Linked DNA regions of Mus musculus: regions 1, 3, 4, 5 and 6 are each linked to region 2. A link is a contact called in public Hi-C, HiChIP or PLAC-seq and promoter capture Hi-C data. All regions are on one chromosome and are shown on one strand. The core of a region is the stretch at or near the end of the contact, and the rest is flanking DNA. Distances in the headings are between cores, read along the strand shown.

Region 1 (2,700 bases), core at 130-2,629, 1.5 Mb before region 2:
AAACCTTATCTGTTCTTGGGACTTGATATTTTCTGTTTTGTTTTTGTTTTTGCTTTTTTTTTTTTTTAACTTTCCCCCGTAAGAAAAATGTGTATTAAAAGATATTAGAAAAAAACAAAAACAAAAACGCCAGGCATAGTGGCGCATGCCTTTAATCCCAGCACTCAGGAGGCAGAGGCAGGCAGATTTCTGAGTTCGAGGCCAGCCTGGTCTACAAAGTGAGTTCCAGGACAGCCAGGGTCTTACAGAGAAACCCTGTCTCGAAAAACTAAAAAAAAAATATATTAGAGGCTGTGAGTGTTGGCACATGCTTTCAAACCCAACACTCAGGAAGCAGAGGCAGGCGGATCTCTGAGTTCAAGGCCAGCCTGGTCTCTACTGGTCTCTATATAGAGCTAGTTGCAGGACAGGCAGGGTGGTACTAGAGAAACCCTATCTTGAAAAAAACAAAAAAACAAAAAACAACCAAACAACAACAACCAAAAAAAAACCTTAAAAATATTAGCTTCTTATGACAAAATTCTCAAATGAGATGTTCTGAGGGAGAGAAATATTTGTGGCTAATAAAGAAATGTTGAAAATCGCAGCTGGACTTGCTGGCTCCTGTTTCTGTCTCAGTACTTGGGAGGCTGAGGCAGGATTGCCTCACTCTCAAGGTTCTGTGAGTGCTAGGCAAACCAGGGCTAGAGTGATACCCTTCCAAAAAGAAAGAATGAATGAAAAGGGGGAAAAAATCAATGCTATAGACAATTGTTCTGTCCAATATGAGCCATACAGCTTGATAAATATGGCAGTCACTAGTTATTTGTGTCTCCTTACATTTGAATGAATTGCTATACAATTTTTCCACCTTTGAACTAGCCACATGATAAGTACTCCTGTGGCTAATGGCTGCTATATAGGAAAGTGCGGATTTAAAGCATTCTCATTATTGCAGAATTTTCTTTTAGGTAGCACTGGCCTAGGAAAGGGCTTGCGACGGGACCCAGAGCTGTGAGTTCCAGTCTTAGCACGTCCTGTCTTCTAGACTTCAGTTTTCTCATCTTAGCAATGGGGGATAGGCCCTCACTTGCTCATCTCCCTGGCTGGCAGGAGCCCCAGGATCATGGCTGGGTTCTAAGTGAAGCAGAAAGGCAGGCGGGAATCACGGACAACAGTGTGGCCTTAGAACTGCGACTCAGTTCCTTCCACTCTGGGCCAAGCAAGGGACCCCATCTCTGGAGACACCATGGCCTGGAGCCTCTAAAGGCAGGGGGCTTGTCAATTCTCATCCTTGCTGTCCCTTCCCTCCCCTCCCTTTCCCTCTTTTCCCTTCCCAATTTCTCACCCACAGAGCTGGGGAATAGTTGGCTGTTGTGGCGCTGGGTCAGCTCTGCTCTGTGCGCTGCTCCAGGTCTGCCTTATAAAGCCCTCGAGGTTCCTCCCAAACCCTCCTTCCAGGTGAGGCCAGACTCCCCACAGCAAGAGAAATGGGCCTGGAATGTAGGTTCAACCTGTCACTCTGCCCCACCCTGTCACAGAGCTGTCAATCAATTAGTTATTTATTCAGAATATGGGGAAAGGGAAGGGCTGAAACAGGGAGGAGACAGACAGGAGACAGATTCCCTGGGCTCCAGAGCAGCTCATTCTACTGTATGCCTTGGGCCATCGGCTTCCTAGTCTTCTATTGGACTACATCCCATGGGGCGGGGCTGAGAGGAGAGGGAAGGGAGAGAATGAATGAGAATCAAATGACCAATGTGCGCATATGTTGATGTTTGATGAACAGGTAGTGTATGCATGTAGGCTGACTTATTGATCCCTGTCCCCTCCATTGGGCTTTGCAAACAGGATATCATTGTCATAGTTATCAGGAGCAATGGGCCATGGGCTGATGGGCTTGCTCTTTCTGTTGAGATTCTCATGTTGGTTGCCTTGGAACCCTTTTATGCTCCTGTTACCATGGAAAACCCTCAGCATCTCTTGTCTATGCCCTCTATGTTGGGCGGGATCTGCCCAACACTCTTGGACCCACTCCTTGGGTTTGCACCTAATCAGACCTCTAGCCAGCCCCCTACTGGGAGCCAGTTCCTTGAGGACCTTGTGTTTCAAGACTCTTCCATGTTGCTTTCAGGGGTAGGTTGTGATTTGCATAAAGAATTCATAACATTGCAACAAAAAAATTACATCTTAAAGTGGTTAGTGAACGAAGGCATTTTTTCAAAGATGTACCGGGAAAGAAAAATGATACATTTCTTGGTTTATTTGATAAACTTCCACCTGAATGTGGTTTGCAAGGTTATAACAATCTCTAGACTTTTTTTTCCATAACTGAGATGAGACATTTGCTCTCATGTATGCGTCATTGGGCCCCCTTTCCTGTCTTGAGGAGCTTTGATGTCCCTTGGGTCTTGTATAAGGGCAGTGGTACCCACGCTCGCAACCAGCCTTGCTGAGAATTAACAGGTGATGAAGGATGCAGGCTGCACTGTGGCCATGGCAACCAGCACCCAAATGTTCTAGTGAATAACCACTCTAATACAGAGCAGGACACGGTGACTCAGCAGATGGAATAAGAAAAAAATAAAAATAAAAAGAAGAAGAAGAGGAGGAGGAGGAGGAGACAAAACGCAGTACAGGCATTGACAGTAATTAATTGAAACACAAAAATCTCAGAGATAGAAGGTATTGGAGGGGGTTGGGAGGAAGGACATGGTAAGA
Region 2 (2,700 bases), core at 14-2,513:
CAGACTTTTAAAAGCACACGAGAAGAATGTATAAGAGAAGCAAGTCAGGGAATTTTTGTACCACACAGCTAGAGGTTTTTTTAAAGAGACATTTTCTGACTTACGCCATAAGGAAAAAGAATCTATCACACTCACTTCTGAATCTTCTGCACTTTCATAATCGGAAAGAACAGCTGAAAGGAAAAGACAAATTATGTGATATGTAATAACATAAACGTTTGTTACTACATTTCTGACAGTTCGTTTTGGGCCAGGCAAACATCCTCACTTAATTTGTGGACGCAGCAACTTTCTGGGGCAGATAAAATTATAGTTTCTGTTGACAGATGGAGAACTTTGGGACCACACTGACGAAAAACTATGCTGTTGTCAGGTGTTATTCTAAGTCACCACAGTGCACTCAATCTGTCACCTTCCAAAAAGGAACCAAACCAAACAAGCATGCTCATCATCACCATGACACAAACGCCACTCCCGGGGAACGCTCTCCAAAAACCCCTAACAAACCGAGAAAGACCCAGTGTAAGATATACATGGCCTTAATTTACATCCACAAGAATTCAAGATAAAGTAAAATTACTCACCATCTCCTTCCATGCCATCTTCACTCTCCTGGGAGGAAGAAGATCACACAGGTTAGAGTTGGTGATTTCCAGACGCGGGGAGCCCACCCGCAGATAACCGTGAGGGACGACTGAAGAATCAACACAGATGGTTGGGTAGGAATATGGGGCAAGATAAATCTTCAGAAGTCACATCGAGAATGGCGGTTCTCTACATCCCAGCCCCAGTTTCCGTGTAAACATTGCACGCCCTGAGCTCAGAAACCACCCAGTCCTCCTTCCCCGGGGCTCTGGGTGGATGCAGATTCGCAGCGGGACAACCTTTCTTTCCCTCTAAGAGGAGGCCCGGCATCTCACAGCATCTCCAGCCCGCCCCCTGCCGGGTCGCCGCCCTGGACCGCCCGCCGCTCACTCACACACTCAGACTCCTCGGCGCTCTTGGCGCCCCCGCTCTCCACCCGCCGCAGGTGAAGGCCCCCGCCGCGGCCGCCGCGCTGAGAAGGCAGCGAGCCACTGCCGCCGCCTCCGACGCTCCCGCTGCAGCTGCCGCCGCCCCGCGCCGGAGAGCCGCTGTCGGAACCCGAAGCCCCGGATTCCTCGTCCTCCGTGTCCTGGGAAGCGCGCTGCCGCCGCCGGTCCGCCATCTTACGGAGAACGGCCACCGCTGGTCAGCTCCTTACGCACCACGCCCGCCGCGGAGGCTGCCGGGAAGCTCGAGACTCCGGAGTCCCAGCGTGCTTCACGTCCAGGGAGGGCCGCCCTTCTTTCCGCGGGGCGGGGCCTGCACCCTGCGGCACGTTTTCTGGAGAGCGAGATGACGTCTGTCGGTGATGTAAGGAGGCGTGGCCTAGCGCTTTATTTCCCCACACCCCCACACCCCTAGCCCCGGCGGGCGGAGGGCGCCTGGGAGCGGGGCTATTGCATCCTCTTCGGGTTCTTAGCTCGGCCATCTTGGACTTTCCTTGGGGAGGGTTTCGAGCTCTTCTAGCTCCAGTGCGACGTTGGAGCAATTGCATGATTTTCGTTTTCCATTGCTCGCTTTCCCCTGAATTCTATACAGAACATTTTACTGTATTCCTTCGCATGGTTAAAAATCACGAGTCCAGGTGAAAAAGCCTTTAGTCCTGCGTCAGTTGCCAGCTCTTCACCTCAGTCTAAATTTAGGGGAAAGGAGAAACTGCAGTGGGGACAGAACTTAGTATTGCGGTGTTTCCTGGGTGTATTCAAAATCTCCTTTCTCCATGTGTCTTCCTAACCTAGTTATCTCATTTTGAGAACTGAAGGTTGGAAGGACACTAGTCTTACTATGCTTTTAAAACATCAGAGCTGGATCACCCTTGACTAGTTAAGAGGCTAGTTTTGGACCCTCTCTGCCCCTTCAATGTCTCGAGGTATTAGTTTCAAATCCTGGTGCATTGTTACTCTACAGAGAATGCTTTGGGTATGCATTTATCAGCAGTGAAAGAAAACTCAGCACAACTACCTTGCAGCAACATATAGTTTGTAAGCTAATTTATTACTGCATATTGTTAATATACATCAAATAGATGAGTTAAGAGGACTCTGAGCTGTTTTCATAAATAGCTAAAGGTCCCCACTGCTTACCAGATCTATAAACAGTATGAGACTCCAAGGAATCATGACTGTCTGCAGGGACTGATTCAACTGGTGACAGGTGGCCAAATGTATCATGGAGTTCAGCTCCAGAAACAACTGCCTGAACTCAAAATGGAGGATGCATGATTTAATAAGTGTGAAAGGCATAAGAATCTTATCCATCACAATCTAAAATGGTGCAGCAAGACTGCCAAGTTGAGTGTCTAAATAAGGACAAGGATAGCATGCCACTTTGTCCTTTAGTTGTTTGGTCGGAATCCAGCTTGGGATGTTTTTTTTCTTTTTTCTTTTTTTTTTTTTTTTTTAAGAAAATCTATGACCTCAAGCTAGCCTTTTCATCACTCGGGACCCACCAGCTTCAGCCTCCCCAGATGCAGGCTATGAGGGGACAATACCTGTAATCCTGCTCTGGATCCTACTTTCTTTTGTTTTTTGAGACAGGGTCTCATGGAAGCTAGGCTGATCTTGAACCTGGGGCTCTCCTGGCTGTGTGGGTGCTTGGGATAGCAGTCCTCCTGAG
Region 3 (2,700 bases), core at 45-2,544, 1.1 Mb after region 2:
GATGGCTCAGGCATGAAGAGCACTGACTGCTCTTCCAGCTTTCTATCCCCAGCACCCACATGGTGGCTCACAACCACCTGTAATTCAAGCTGGGTCATGAGGGTTGCTGGGGGGGAAGGTTGTCCAACAATCTCTTCTAGCCTCTGCAGTCACTGCACACATGTGGTGCACAGACACACATACACGTAAAATAATAATCAATGAATTGTGTTTTTAAAGTTCCCACCACCAACCACAGCGATCAGAACCAGCACACTGGGGCCATCACAGACAACCCGTTTCCCCTCTCAGACCCTCCCATCACTCAAATCACATAAGCACTGTCAACTAGGTAAGTAAAGTGGGCAGTTAAAACCCAACAGCTCATCATGGTTAGTTATCGTTCGGTATGTCTGCTTTGCCAGCCGCCTACTGGTTTAGCGAGTGCCCACGGTCTTTAGAAAGACCTACAGTAGGATTCTGGCTGACGTTCATTACTGTGCATCTTGAAGGAAGGTCTCAATTTTTTTTTCAATTGCAGAATGAGACGGCTCGCCAGTAATATTAAGACGGTGATTAAGGGACTCCCTAACAAAAATGCTTCTTCACAAAGAGCAGAGCACAAGGTAATGCCAGAAAAACATAGGTTAGGACCCATCTCCGTAACGCTGTGGTGTTCAGCTGAGTCTCACACTCAATCGTGGCTTTTGGCAGATGGCTGATATCGGGCTGCTCAACGAAGAAACCTGGGTGAAGGTGGGGCTGGAGACACTTACACTGTCTGGACGTCAGTGGCCAGGCCGGCCAGGCCTATGTAGAGCCTGTCACCCATGGGAAAGATCTTCTGGAAGTCCGTGGTCACCATCTGGGCCTGGATCCCGAAACGTCTGTCTGCAGCGATGGCCACACAGTTCTTTCCCTTCATGGCCATGACGGCCCCTCCATTATAGGACATAATAGACTGGGGACAAACAAATCAAGGGGCTCAGTTCGTGGAGCTAAGTGGGACCATAACCTTCACATCAGTTCTGGTCCCCAAAGCTCATATACCCGTGCCCTCCACTCCGGAGGAGCCAGGACGCCAGGAGCTCCAGCCCTGAGATGGGCCCGGTGGGGCACCCAGGAACCGCACTCATCTGCACGGTACTCCCATGTGCATTCTACTGACCACCAGGCTCTCCCCGTCCCGAACCCAAGCACTACTCGTCCTTGCTTTCAGTTCCCATCCCAGACTCCTTTCCTTACTCCCCGATCTCACCATGATTGCGCTGGAGTGGAAGCCCGATCCCCACAGCGTTGCCTGCAAACCGGCTCTGGCTTTCTCAGGGTCAACGCTCTTGCCGAATCCTCCCCATTGGCTGGCGGGCCGACTCGGATTGACTAGTTCAGCTTTCTATTGGACACTCATGCCGTCAGTCACAAATATGCATAGTTTGGTTGAGACACCAAAACGGAGGTATGGAAAGCGGAAAGTGAAAAGTCACTGTGAGTGCGGAAGAGCCTACGGTCCGGGGCATGTTGGGATCTTGGCGGACCTGGAGTTCGGGCCATCCCGTTTAGGGGCGGAGTTTGCAACACGTGGGCTTGGGACAGGCCTTGTGGGGCTGGTGCTGTAAGCAGAGTAGGTAAGCTGGCGCTTACCGTGGTGCTGCAGGAGTTAGGCATTTTACTCAAGCTACCCGACTTCCAGTGTTCATTCACAAATCCTTACTGTTCACCGGGATTTTTGCAGGCGCCAATTAACCTATCGGCACCGAGTATACCGAAGGCGCCCATTCTTTGCAGAATGGGAAGATCGTGCCGAGGGTTCGTGCTAGGAGGGTTTAGTTCCAGAATGGAGCTTTTGTTTTGTTTTACGGGAGTGAGCTACAGGTTGTTCAGCGTTTGGAGTCTCTCACTCCCAATCCCTGCTGGCCGACAGACGTAGCCCTAAGTCTCTGTTCACTCTACAAAGGAACGTTCTGTGCCACATCCTAGACACTGACCGAGGATAGCCTGGGCCAACGGCTCCAGGGCAGCCCAGGTGGGACGTGTGCATCCCTTGCTTTCCCTTCCCTTGCACAACCACTGTTCCCTCCGCCACAGCCTCGATTCGCTGTTCTTCGAGATCAGATTTTGTTCCGCTGGGTTTCTAAGCTACTGTAACTGCTTGCGTCGTGACTGGTCTTGCGCCATATCGGCTCAGTACTATTGACTCGGCTCTCTGCCTCACAAACAACTGTCACCGTCTCTGTGGCGCAATCGGTTAGCGCGTTCGGCTGTTAACCGAAAGGTTGGTGGTTCGAGCCCACCCAGGGACGGTCTCGGCCTTTTTTTTTTTTTTTTAAATCGCAAATGCTCCAAAGCCACATTCGGTACCGAGGTACCAGAAGCAATAATTGTGATACACCAACCCAGATGGTCACTGTATTTAGAAATCCGTCTATGGTCAGTGAATGGATCTATCCCTAACGTCTCCTCACCACCTCTCACTATTCTTTCTCCCAATCAGGATGACAGAAAGGCAAAGCCAAGTTTCTGTCTCACTGCCATGTTTAACAATGCAATTTTCCTTGGATTAAGAATAAATTTTGCTGCGGAGGTTGGACAGCTTCCCATTGTCTGCATCAGTGGACGATAGCAACTTGAAAGAGGAAATCTGTCCCGGTGGATGGAAACAGTCAGGAAAAAAACCACAGGAACAAAGTGAGGGATAAAAGAGTGGAAGGAGGAAGAACCTAG
Region 4 (2,700 bases), core at 84-2,583, 1.1 Mb after region 2:
GCATTTCAAACAGGGGCAAAAAGTCTGACAGAGTCCTTGACCTTAAACTTCCAAAGATCCTCCATTCTCATCCCACCCCTCTCCCTTTTTTCTGGACCTGAATTCCTCCCCCTCCCCCCCCCCCCCCCCCGCCGCCTCTGCCCTGACCAGTCCCCTAGGCACCAGAACAAGAAATAGTCATGATTGTAACACGTTTTGTTGTTATGAGGGGAGGGGGGGTGCTTCTTAAAGGGCCAGTAAGGGATAAGCCAAGGAAGTCGGGGGTTCAAGGACCTCATCTTCTGCCTCTGTCACACGTACAGGTCAAAAGTGAAAACAGAGGGCAGGTGCGGGGCAGGTACCCAGAGGAGAGTGGCGGGAAAGGCCCGCAGCCACAGCATTAAGGGTTGTCTTGGGAAGGGGGGTGGTGGTGGTTGCCTGTGCCAGACAGGCGGAGATGCCAGCCTGCGCCCTCGGCAAGATTCCTTAAGGAGTTAACTCCCGAACCATGTGCGGCGGCAGGGGGAAACTCCAAACCTCTCTCTCCTCCATTCCGGCCCCCTGTAAAACCGCTCTCCCAGCCTCAGCTCTTCCCCGGAGGGTTTCAGGATCCCTTCTCCCGTGGGACCCTTCTCCTCCCTTCCCAATTCCGCTCCTCCCAGTATCCGGAAGCGAAGGGGGATGACCCCCCCTTGACCTCTTCCTCCCGGAGCGGGAACCAAAATAAACCGGGCGGGAGGGGGGGTTACCTCGCAGGTAAACATTCCCGGGACAGCCCTGACACCGGCGGTGCGGGGCTCAGGGAGTTCACTCCTTGCGCCCTGGACTCTCCCCAAAACTCCTTCAACTTGGGGTGGGGGGCGCGGGACTGAACAATAGGCAAGAAAACAATGCCTGACCCGGTCCTGGAGGACCAGGCTGGGGATGGGGGGGAGCCCACGCCGCCTTTCGCTTCAGGTGGGTGGGGGAGGGGCAGGCGCCCCAGGAGGGCTCCGGAGGGCGCGGCCGAGGGCACCCCGTGCGCGCGCCGCCCCGGGGTCCCGCAGCTCCCCCCCCCCCGCCGGCCGTCTCCCCCCTCCCCTTACCTTGGTGGACGGCCACGCTGCACGCGTGCCCATCGCAGTAGACCAGCGGGTTTTCGGCCCAGCCCCTCTCGTCCGAACATACGCAGCAGCCTCCTACCATCTCCTTCATACTCCCATGAGCTCCCTCCGGGGCTGGGGCTGGGGGCCGGCCGGCGGGGGTCGGGGGTCAGGGGGGGAGGGAGGGAGCGGGGGCCGCGCGCCTCCTCGCCCCCTCCTCCGCCGCCGCCGCCGCCGCTTCTTTTCTTTGCCTCCTCCTTCCTCCTCCTCGGCGTCCTCCTCCTCCTCCTCGCTCGCTCTGTCTGGCCGCCCCCCCCGCCGTGCTCTCGCCCTCATGCCCCGACGGGCCCCCCCCCCCCAACAATGAGACTCGCGCGCCGCGCTCCCCTTCCGCGCCGCTCGCCGGCTACCAGAGCCGCCCGGCCGCGGTGCAAGCAGGGCCCGGCGGGGGAGGCGCCGAGTGGCACATCGCGGGCGCCCGCCCGCCCCGCGCCGCCCGCTCACGCGCCGCCCCCCCGGCCCCCCTGCCCGGCCGCGGCAGCCATGGCCGCGCGCCTCCGCTCGCTCGCTCGCTCCCGGCCCGCCCGCCGCCGGGTAAAGTCTTAGGTTCAGGGAACAAAGCCTGGCTTGGTAGGGAGCTTTTCGCTCGTGCGCTCAGTGCAGCTTTCCCCGTCTTTTCTTTTTCCCTTTATGACTCTAGGTGGGTAGTTCCCGAGTCCTCCCCTCCGTGTCACACTTTGGGTCTCCGGTCTCCCATCCCCCTTCTCTGGGTGTTCTTCAACCCTAGGGAAATCTAGGGAAGATGAAAAAAACCAGGGCTCTTAAAAAGAACTGGAGCGATGTTAAACCATTTACCCGTGCTTGTTCTTGGAATGGGAATGGTGTCTCTGGATGGCAGCTCATGGGTGCTGTCCCTGGAGGTCACTCTGGAGGGTAGACAATGCCACGTGTAAACTTTTACTTACTTTACAAATCTTTTTTGTTAGTTTGAGACAGGATCACCAGTAGCTCCGGTTAGCCTCGAACTCACCACTTAGTGAAGGATGACCTTGAACTCCCAATTCTGCCTCTGCCACCAAAGTGCTAGAGTAAAGGCGTGCACCACCACGCCCCGCACAAAAATTTGTTGAATGCTAGAGTCGGCTGCGCGCCAGAGTAGAGGTATTCCTGCCCTCCAGGAACTTCCCTTTGAAGTCTTCAATGTCAAGGTCTCTAGGCACCTTAGGGGTACAATGAGGTACCCCACCTTAATTCAAGATCTCTGTTCTAAGTCGTAACTCCACCCCTAGCCTCAGGGCGTGCCTTGCGTTTTAAAGTGAGTAAAGCTGCCTCGGAAGTGCTTGCCAACAGAATCACGCCTTGACTTCTGGGCAGGTATAGAATCACAGTAGCGTACAAAAACGCACCACGAAGGATTAAAGTCCCCGAAATTGGGTCTAGGGTTTGATGGAAAGCGACCCAAGACTTCCCCCAGACTGGTATAAGCCCAAAGACGAGATCTGATTCCCCTTTTTTCTTTGCAAGGGGAAAGACGGCGCCCCCACAGGGACCAAAGGTCAAATACCCCCTCAGCGGGAGGTTGGGTGGCAGAGGGGAGAAGGCAGCCCTGGGGGCTTCATCCACACTTCAAAGACCTCTA
Region 5 (2,700 bases), core at 175-2,674, 1.0 Mb after region 2:
TATCTATGAGGAGCCAAAAGGCTTCCCTGCAGAGGGGGTCACAAGAGAAGAAACGGGTTGTCTTAGACTTTATGGGGTTCAGAACAAGGCAGAAGGGTCCCATCTCAAACTGTACCGGAAACACCCAGATCTACCCTTCAGTCCCCCTTGCAAAAGTGTAATGGCAAACAGATGATCGGGTCCAGCCTGGGCCGGGGGATGCGTAAGAGCCCCTAGGGGCCAGCTGATTTCCAGAAGGCTACCCCCCTCCTCTTAAAAAACTCCTTTTCGTCTGCTTCCTCAGAACTCGGCCAATCCCACCCTCCATCGGAGAAAACAGCTCTGAAAAGTTAGCTCTTTGTTCTCTAAGCTGGTCTCCAGGCTGAGCACAATTTCAGATCTCCAAGAAGCGTCCTCCCCACTCCCTACCCCGCCCAGCTCCGACTGGGCAGCCGATCACCCGGAGTGGCTTGCAATTTGAATTGGGGGTTGGGGAAGCTATGAAGGAGGTCTGCGGGTTCCCCAACCACAAAAAAAGCAAGGAGGGGACCAGCAGGTCGTTCAAAAAGAGGGGGTCTCGCAGTGAGATTCCGGCGCTGCCCCTAAATCCCTTTCACCACAATTGACACTCGCTGGACGAAGGACCCGACGCAGCTTCCAAGCCAGGAAGCCAGGCTACCGGCAGCCCAAGCCGGGCGGGTAGCGCCGGCCCCAGCCTCCGCCCCGCCCCCGCCGCCCCCTCCCCCCAGCGCCCCGCGCTTCCGCCTACTTGGCGCTGGCCGCCGCGGGGAAAGGGAGCGGCCGTCTCCCCTCTCACTCCCGGCCCGGGGGGCGGGACTGCACCTCTAACCTCCTGCACACACCCGGGGAACCCGGTTCCCTGGTGCTCTTCCGCCCTTCCTTCCAGCCCTCCTAACCTCGATGCACAGAGGCCACCCATCTCCAGCGGTGGCTGCTCACCACCTCGCCTTGGACCTCCCAGGTTCCAGACTGGGGTCTGTCCCCACACCCCAAGTCGCCTCCCGCCTTCCTTACCTGCTCTGGGGAGCGCAGGGAAGAGCCCGCAAAGACCCGGCCCCTCTTTCCTCCCCTGATGGAGAGCTGCACTAGCACTGGCTAGCTCGCAGCGCCCGGTACCCGAGCTCACCTTATCCAGACAGTTCACCTTCTCCGTGGGGTACACGATCTTGCCGCACCGGGCACAGTTAGGGTTCATGGTTCCGGGGAAAGACTGGGGCGGGGACGCCCGTATTCGCGCGCGTTCCCTTTTCCTTGGGCGAGCTGGTGGGAGGCGGCGGCTGCAACTGTGCAGGCGACGGCGACTGGAACTGGGGAACTGGCCTCCGCCTCCGCCCTCCTTCCCCTAATAAACACAGTGGGGAGGAGGGGCTGCACTGGCTAGGGCGGGGACGCGCCTCGGGCGCGGAAAGAGGCGCGCGCGACCAGGCGCGCTCCCCGGGCGACGTGGGGCTGCGTGGGGGCGGGTTCCAGGGAGGACTGCGGGACGGGAGTGCAGGAGCCCCTGAGCTCTCGGGGTGCACGTGCCCCTGGGCTCCGCGACCGAGGACGGGCCCGGGCCATGGCCCTTCCCGCGCTGGAGAAACAGACGCGAGTGTGGCAGAGCCCGATTTCCCATGAGAGGGGGCAACCCCACGCACCCGACGATGGTGGGGATAGTACAGATTCTCTAGACTGGGGGACTTTCCTTAAACCCGTGGGTCCCCAGCATCAACCTGCGGGGAAACCACCCCTTGCCCCGCCCCGCCCCCCAGCTAGTTCCCTTCCCGCCCACATCCTCTCCCACATAGGTACCTGTCCCTTTCCCTTTGGACTCAGCACCTCCGTACGTTCACCCTCCCCGCCCCTCTGCGCTGCAGCTTTCCCATGGATTCTTCGGATTCAGGCATCCTCTGCTTTCAGCTTGGCCGCCTTTGCTCTTCCATTCTTTTCTCTTGCCCCTATTCTACCTGTGTAGCAGCTGCGACAGCATCTTAAGACTGAAAAGAGATTGCTTCAAGCTGCGCGTCGGTGCGGGGGTATAGCTCAGTGGTAGAGCATTTGACTGCAGATCAAGAGGTCCCTGGTTCAAATCCGGGTGCCCCCTCAGAGTCTTTTCCTCTCTTCAATGACAATAAAAATACGTTTCAATACAAGTATGATCTTGATTCGACCCTGGGTCATTAAAACAGGTAAAAAGATAAAGGCCACTCCTCCTTTTAAATCTGAGCAGAAAAGCCTTCGTTTTGCCTCGTACCAAGCAGAAGTTGCACGACTTTATTTGATTGGCGCCAGAGTCCTGGAGATTTCTGCCCATGGTATGCTTGTGAATTTGAATTGGATTGTTCCACACTTTGGGTTCGGAAGCCAAGGTCACTCCCCAGGTTGACGGTGTGTGTCCGTTGAGGGTCAAGGGTCAATCAAAAAAGGGAAACTTGCGGACATAGCCCTTCTCCAACCTAAGCTTTCCTTTCCCTTTTTCGTTTCATTCTATGATCCTTATTATTCTATATCCTCACGTTTCATTGTGACTTGGTGACGTGGACCGAGTAAAAGCGCTCCGAGACCGTGAAACCGGGAGGAGCACTCGTCAGCTCCCTTCACTGCAAAAGAACAAGACCCCAAAGCCAAGTAATATAAATGAATGCAGTGGTTTTCACAACTTGTGCGTGCTCTAGAGTGACCTGGGGGAGGGGGGGGCTCATTAAAACGTCCCCAGTTTCC
Region 6 (2,700 bases), core at 31-2,530, 1.5 Mb after region 2:
CAGAGTCTAAAGCATACACCAGACCTCTGACAATAGAGAACTGAACCAGGATCCCAGAAATAGTTCCTTACCTGTACAGGCCAAATGTATAGGGCGCTCCAACCGTTCCTGTGGAATGACCAATCCCGCTTTCCTGGCATACTCCAAAAACTCCTTCTCTGTTTTGTACTTGGGTTCAGGAGTTGGGGGTCTAAAACGGCTTTTGGTTTTAACTTGAACTACAGTTGTGGACTGAGTCACCAGAATGGGCTGGGAGATGAAAAAAAAAAGTTAGCGTATAGGTGATTTGGAAAGGATAAATCTATCTTGAGCAAACTGTTTGCAAAGTCTTATAGAAAGACATCCCATTAAAGAATGCTTCAGGAGTTATGAAATGACTATTATGGAGAAACGATATTACTTTTTGAACACCTAGGGATGGCTTTTGCCACAAGCCAATTAATAACCTGTATTCACATCAATCAACAGTAAAAACTTTCCTTTAATACATTCTGCAGTACTACTGTATACAGAGATGATTAAAGCAGAGGTCCTAGTGCCAAAGAACTTTCAGTTTAATTGTAAACCTCACTTAACCCATTTCTGAAAAGAGTGGAATGCTATTACTAAAGCATTAAACAAGATCTCCCTGGCATTTCCCCCACACTTCTGTTTTGCTTTTTCAGAAGCAAATTGCTTCTAGCTCCTAACTGACCAATAAACTTTTACGAAGTCAGGTGACCTTTTCCCTCTAGGATAAGACAAAACTCCTATCCTTTTCAAAAAAAAATTTTTTAAGAATGTAAAAGAGCTGGTTCATCTTCCAAGCCATTACTTTCCTTTTTAACATCTTCTCTCCAAAGACTAGAATTAACGTAAAGAAGCTTAATGCTCAGCCTCGTCTAGGCTGTCTAGAGAGACTTGTCTAGAGGGGATCGCATACACCTCAAATTCTTCTCCAGATGAAGTCTGACTCGTATGGTCCAAACTCAGCAACGCCCACAGCATGATTATTCCCCTCTACTCTATCCTCCTCTTTGTGTCCCTAAAAATTTCATTCGCTTCATTTCTACCCACCTGCCGAGACCACCATCCCAAAGTCCTGTATAAGGAGGACAAGCCCCGAGGTACGGGGGCCGCCATTTTGCTCGCGCAAAGGCCGCCGGGATGCTAGCCTAGCCGCAGATCACCGAGCCGGAGAAAAGGCGCAGAGGGCGGAGCGAGCTGGGGAGTGGAATTTTCCAGGGCGCGCGCCCCAGGCCGAAAGGTGAGTCGCGCGCACGCGCACGCTCTCCAGGGGAGGGGCGCGCGGGCACGCGCAGTGGGTTCGCGCGTGCGCAATGAAACCACTTTGGAAGTAGGGTAAACCGCACGGCTGTCACGCGCCAGTCGGAGACGGGGAGAGCCAGCTGCGCCTGCGCAGGAGGCTTCTGTGGGACTCTGGTTGCTGCATTCCTGGTTCCTTAACACATTGTTACACCTTATTTACAATCGGTGAAAAAAACGAAAAAGTGCTTCCCTCTGAAATCAGAAGCCTTTAAGATAAGTGTTTTCTTTCATTACAAGGAATTCACTGGAGGTATTTAGGGCGAAAATGATAGTTTCTGGGTGTGTTTCTGACCTCAAAATGCAGTATAACCTTAAACCTTTAACCAACCTAGTTTTCTATGTGAAAATTCTTTCATACCTTTCCGTTAGGGAAGCTGACCGCTGTGATTACTGAAAAGCAAAAGGCACGTGGGTTAACAAGAATCTGTCATTTCCCAAAACATATCATTTCCAAAAATACCACTTACCAAATTTGGTAATAACTGGTATTTCAAAATTGTTTACTAGGCGCCTGGCAATTTAAGCATTTTACATATATCAACTTAATCCTCACCACAAGCAATAAATATTCCTGCTTTTACATATATGGTTGGGCCAGAGATACTAAATATGTAATTCAAATTTAAACAAATAATTGGCAGAACTGAGAGTCAGGTACATAGAGTTTAACAACTCCAAAATCGCTTCACATTCAGTGGTTAAAGGAATCCCAGTGTGATAACCAGGTCATCCTGGAGCCACACAGACTATGTAACACATCCTAACCCATGTCTGCCTGGCCTCTGCTCAGTTTCTCGGCTACTGCAAGCTAATTCCCTATCAGTACCTAATATGATTTGGTTCACTCTGAGATGGATTCTTAGGTGGTCACTGTTACTTTTGATTAGCTGTTTTGGAAAATTTGAGGCATGGTGGCGCACCCCTTTAGTCCCAGCACTCGGGAGGCAGAGACAGGCAGATTTCTGAGTTCGAGGCCAGCCTGGTCTACAAAGAGAGTTCCAGGACAGCCAGGGCTACACAGAGAAAACCCTCCCTCAGAAAAATACAAACAAACAAAAACTAAAAAAGAAAATAGAAACTATAGAGATGGCTCAGGTGTTAAGAGTCCTTGCTGGGCTGGTGAGATGGCTCAGTGGGTAAGAGCACCCGACTGCTCTTCTGAAGGTCAGGAGTTCAAATCCCAGCAACCACATGGTGGCTCACAACCATCCGTAACAAGATCTGACTCCCTTTTCTGGAGTGTCTGAGGACAGCTACAGTGTACTTACATTAAATAAATAAATCTTAAAAAAAAAAAAAAAAAAGAGTCCTTGCTGCTCTGGCAGAGGACCCAAGTTCGGGTCCCAGCATCCACATGGTGACGCATATGCCCCTGTAAATCCAATTCTAGGG

What was found. Promoter capture Hi-C pulls out the DNA fragments that hold promoters and counts their contacts. Hi-C and Micro-C count contacts between places; a contact is called where the count stands out from the background. HiChIP or PLAC-seq counts read pairs in DNA pulled down with a chosen protein or histone mark. Capture Hi-C pulls out chosen DNA fragments and counts their contacts.
Region 1: a contact with region 2 is called in a promoter capture Hi-C map of second pharyngeal arch cranial neural crest, with 5 times the contacts expected there. The contact joins the promoter of Gast here to the promoter of Casc3 in region 2. A contact is called at or near these places in 7 of 39 promoter capture datasets (the 3T3-L1 cell line, cranial neural crest, embryonic stem cells and 3 more), 1 of 484 Hi-C or Micro-C datasets (the N1E-115 cell line) and 6 of 115 datasets of contacts at active chromatin or transcription factors (embryonic forebrain, embryonic stem cells, forebrain and 2 more).
Region 3: a contact with region 2 is called in a promoter capture Hi-C map of liver, with 2.5 times the contacts expected there. The contact joins the promoter of Psmb3 here to the promoter of Casc3 in region 2. A contact is called at or near these places in 4 of 39 promoter capture datasets (hippocampal neurons, liver and pre-B cells) and 1 of 9 other capture datasets (liver).
Region 4: a contact with region 2 is called in a promoter capture Hi-C map of pre-B cells, with 3 times the contacts expected there. The contact joins the promoter of Mllt6 here to the promoter of Casc3 in region 2. A contact is called at or near these places in 2 of 39 promoter capture datasets (hippocampal neurons and pre-B cells).
Region 5: a contact with region 2 is called in an H3K27ac HiChIP or PLAC-seq map of microglia, with 5 times the contacts expected there. The contact joins the promoter of Lasp1 here to the promoter of Casc3 in region 2. A contact is called at or near these places in 2 of 39 promoter capture datasets (hippocampal neurons and liver) and 1 of 115 datasets of contacts at active chromatin or transcription factors (microglia).
Region 6: a contact with region 2 is called in a Hi-C map of B cells, with 6 read pairs. The contact joins the promoter of Mrpl45 here to the promoter of Casc3 in region 2. A contact is called at or near these places in 2 of 39 promoter capture datasets (liver and pre-B cells) and 1 of 484 Hi-C or Micro-C datasets (B cells).

The regions. Positions count from the first base shown.
Region 1 is chr11:100,333,086-100,335,785 of GRCm38.p6, reverse strand. It overlaps Gast (gastrin), which reads right to left and starts at 1,379. Exons shown (of 3, transcript NM_010257.4): 1 at 1,328-1,379.
Region 2 is chr11:98,808,371-98,811,070 of GRCm38.p6, reverse strand. It overlaps Casc3 (cancer susceptibility candidate 3), which reads right to left and starts at 1,263. Exons shown (of 14, transcript NM_138660.2): 1 at 980-1,263; 2 at 585-612; 3 at 136-173. The coding sequence starts at 1,207. It overlaps Gm12359 (predicted gene 12359), which reads left to right and starts at 982. Exons shown (of 3, transcript NR_033551.1): 1 at 982-1,395.
Region 3 is chr11:97,702,028-97,704,727 of GRCm38.p6, reverse strand. Psmb3 (proteasome (prosome, macropain) subunit, beta type 3) reads right to left here and starts at 1,294. Exons shown (of 6, transcript NM_011971.4): 1 at 1,238-1,294; 2 at 756-940. The coding sequence starts at 1,240. n-TNgtt8 (a tRNA gene) reads left to right here and starts at 2,206; the gene lies at 2,206-2,279. It also overlaps a transcript of Pcgf2 not described here.
Region 4 is chr11:97,662,045-97,664,744 of GRCm38.p6, reverse strand. Mllt6 (myeloid/lymphoid or mixed-lineage leukemia; translocated to, 6) reads right to left here and starts at 1,333. Exons shown (of 20, transcript NM_139311.2): 1 at 1,065-1,333. The coding sequence starts at 1,173.
Region 5 is chr11:97,798,289-97,800,988 of GRCm38.p6, reverse strand. It overlaps Lasp1 (LIM and SH3 protein 1), which reads right to left and starts at 1,424. Exons shown (of 7, transcript NM_010688.5): 1 at 1,127-1,424. The coding sequence starts at 1,195. n-TCgca51 (a tRNA gene) reads left to right here and starts at 2,012; the gene lies at 2,012-2,083.
Region 6 is chr11:97,314,296-97,316,995 of GRCm38.p6, reverse strand. It overlaps Mrpl45 (mitochondrial ribosomal protein L45), which reads right to left and starts at 1,280. Exons shown (of 8, transcript NM_025927.4): 1 at 1,057-1,280; 2 at 72-249. The coding sequence starts at 1,122.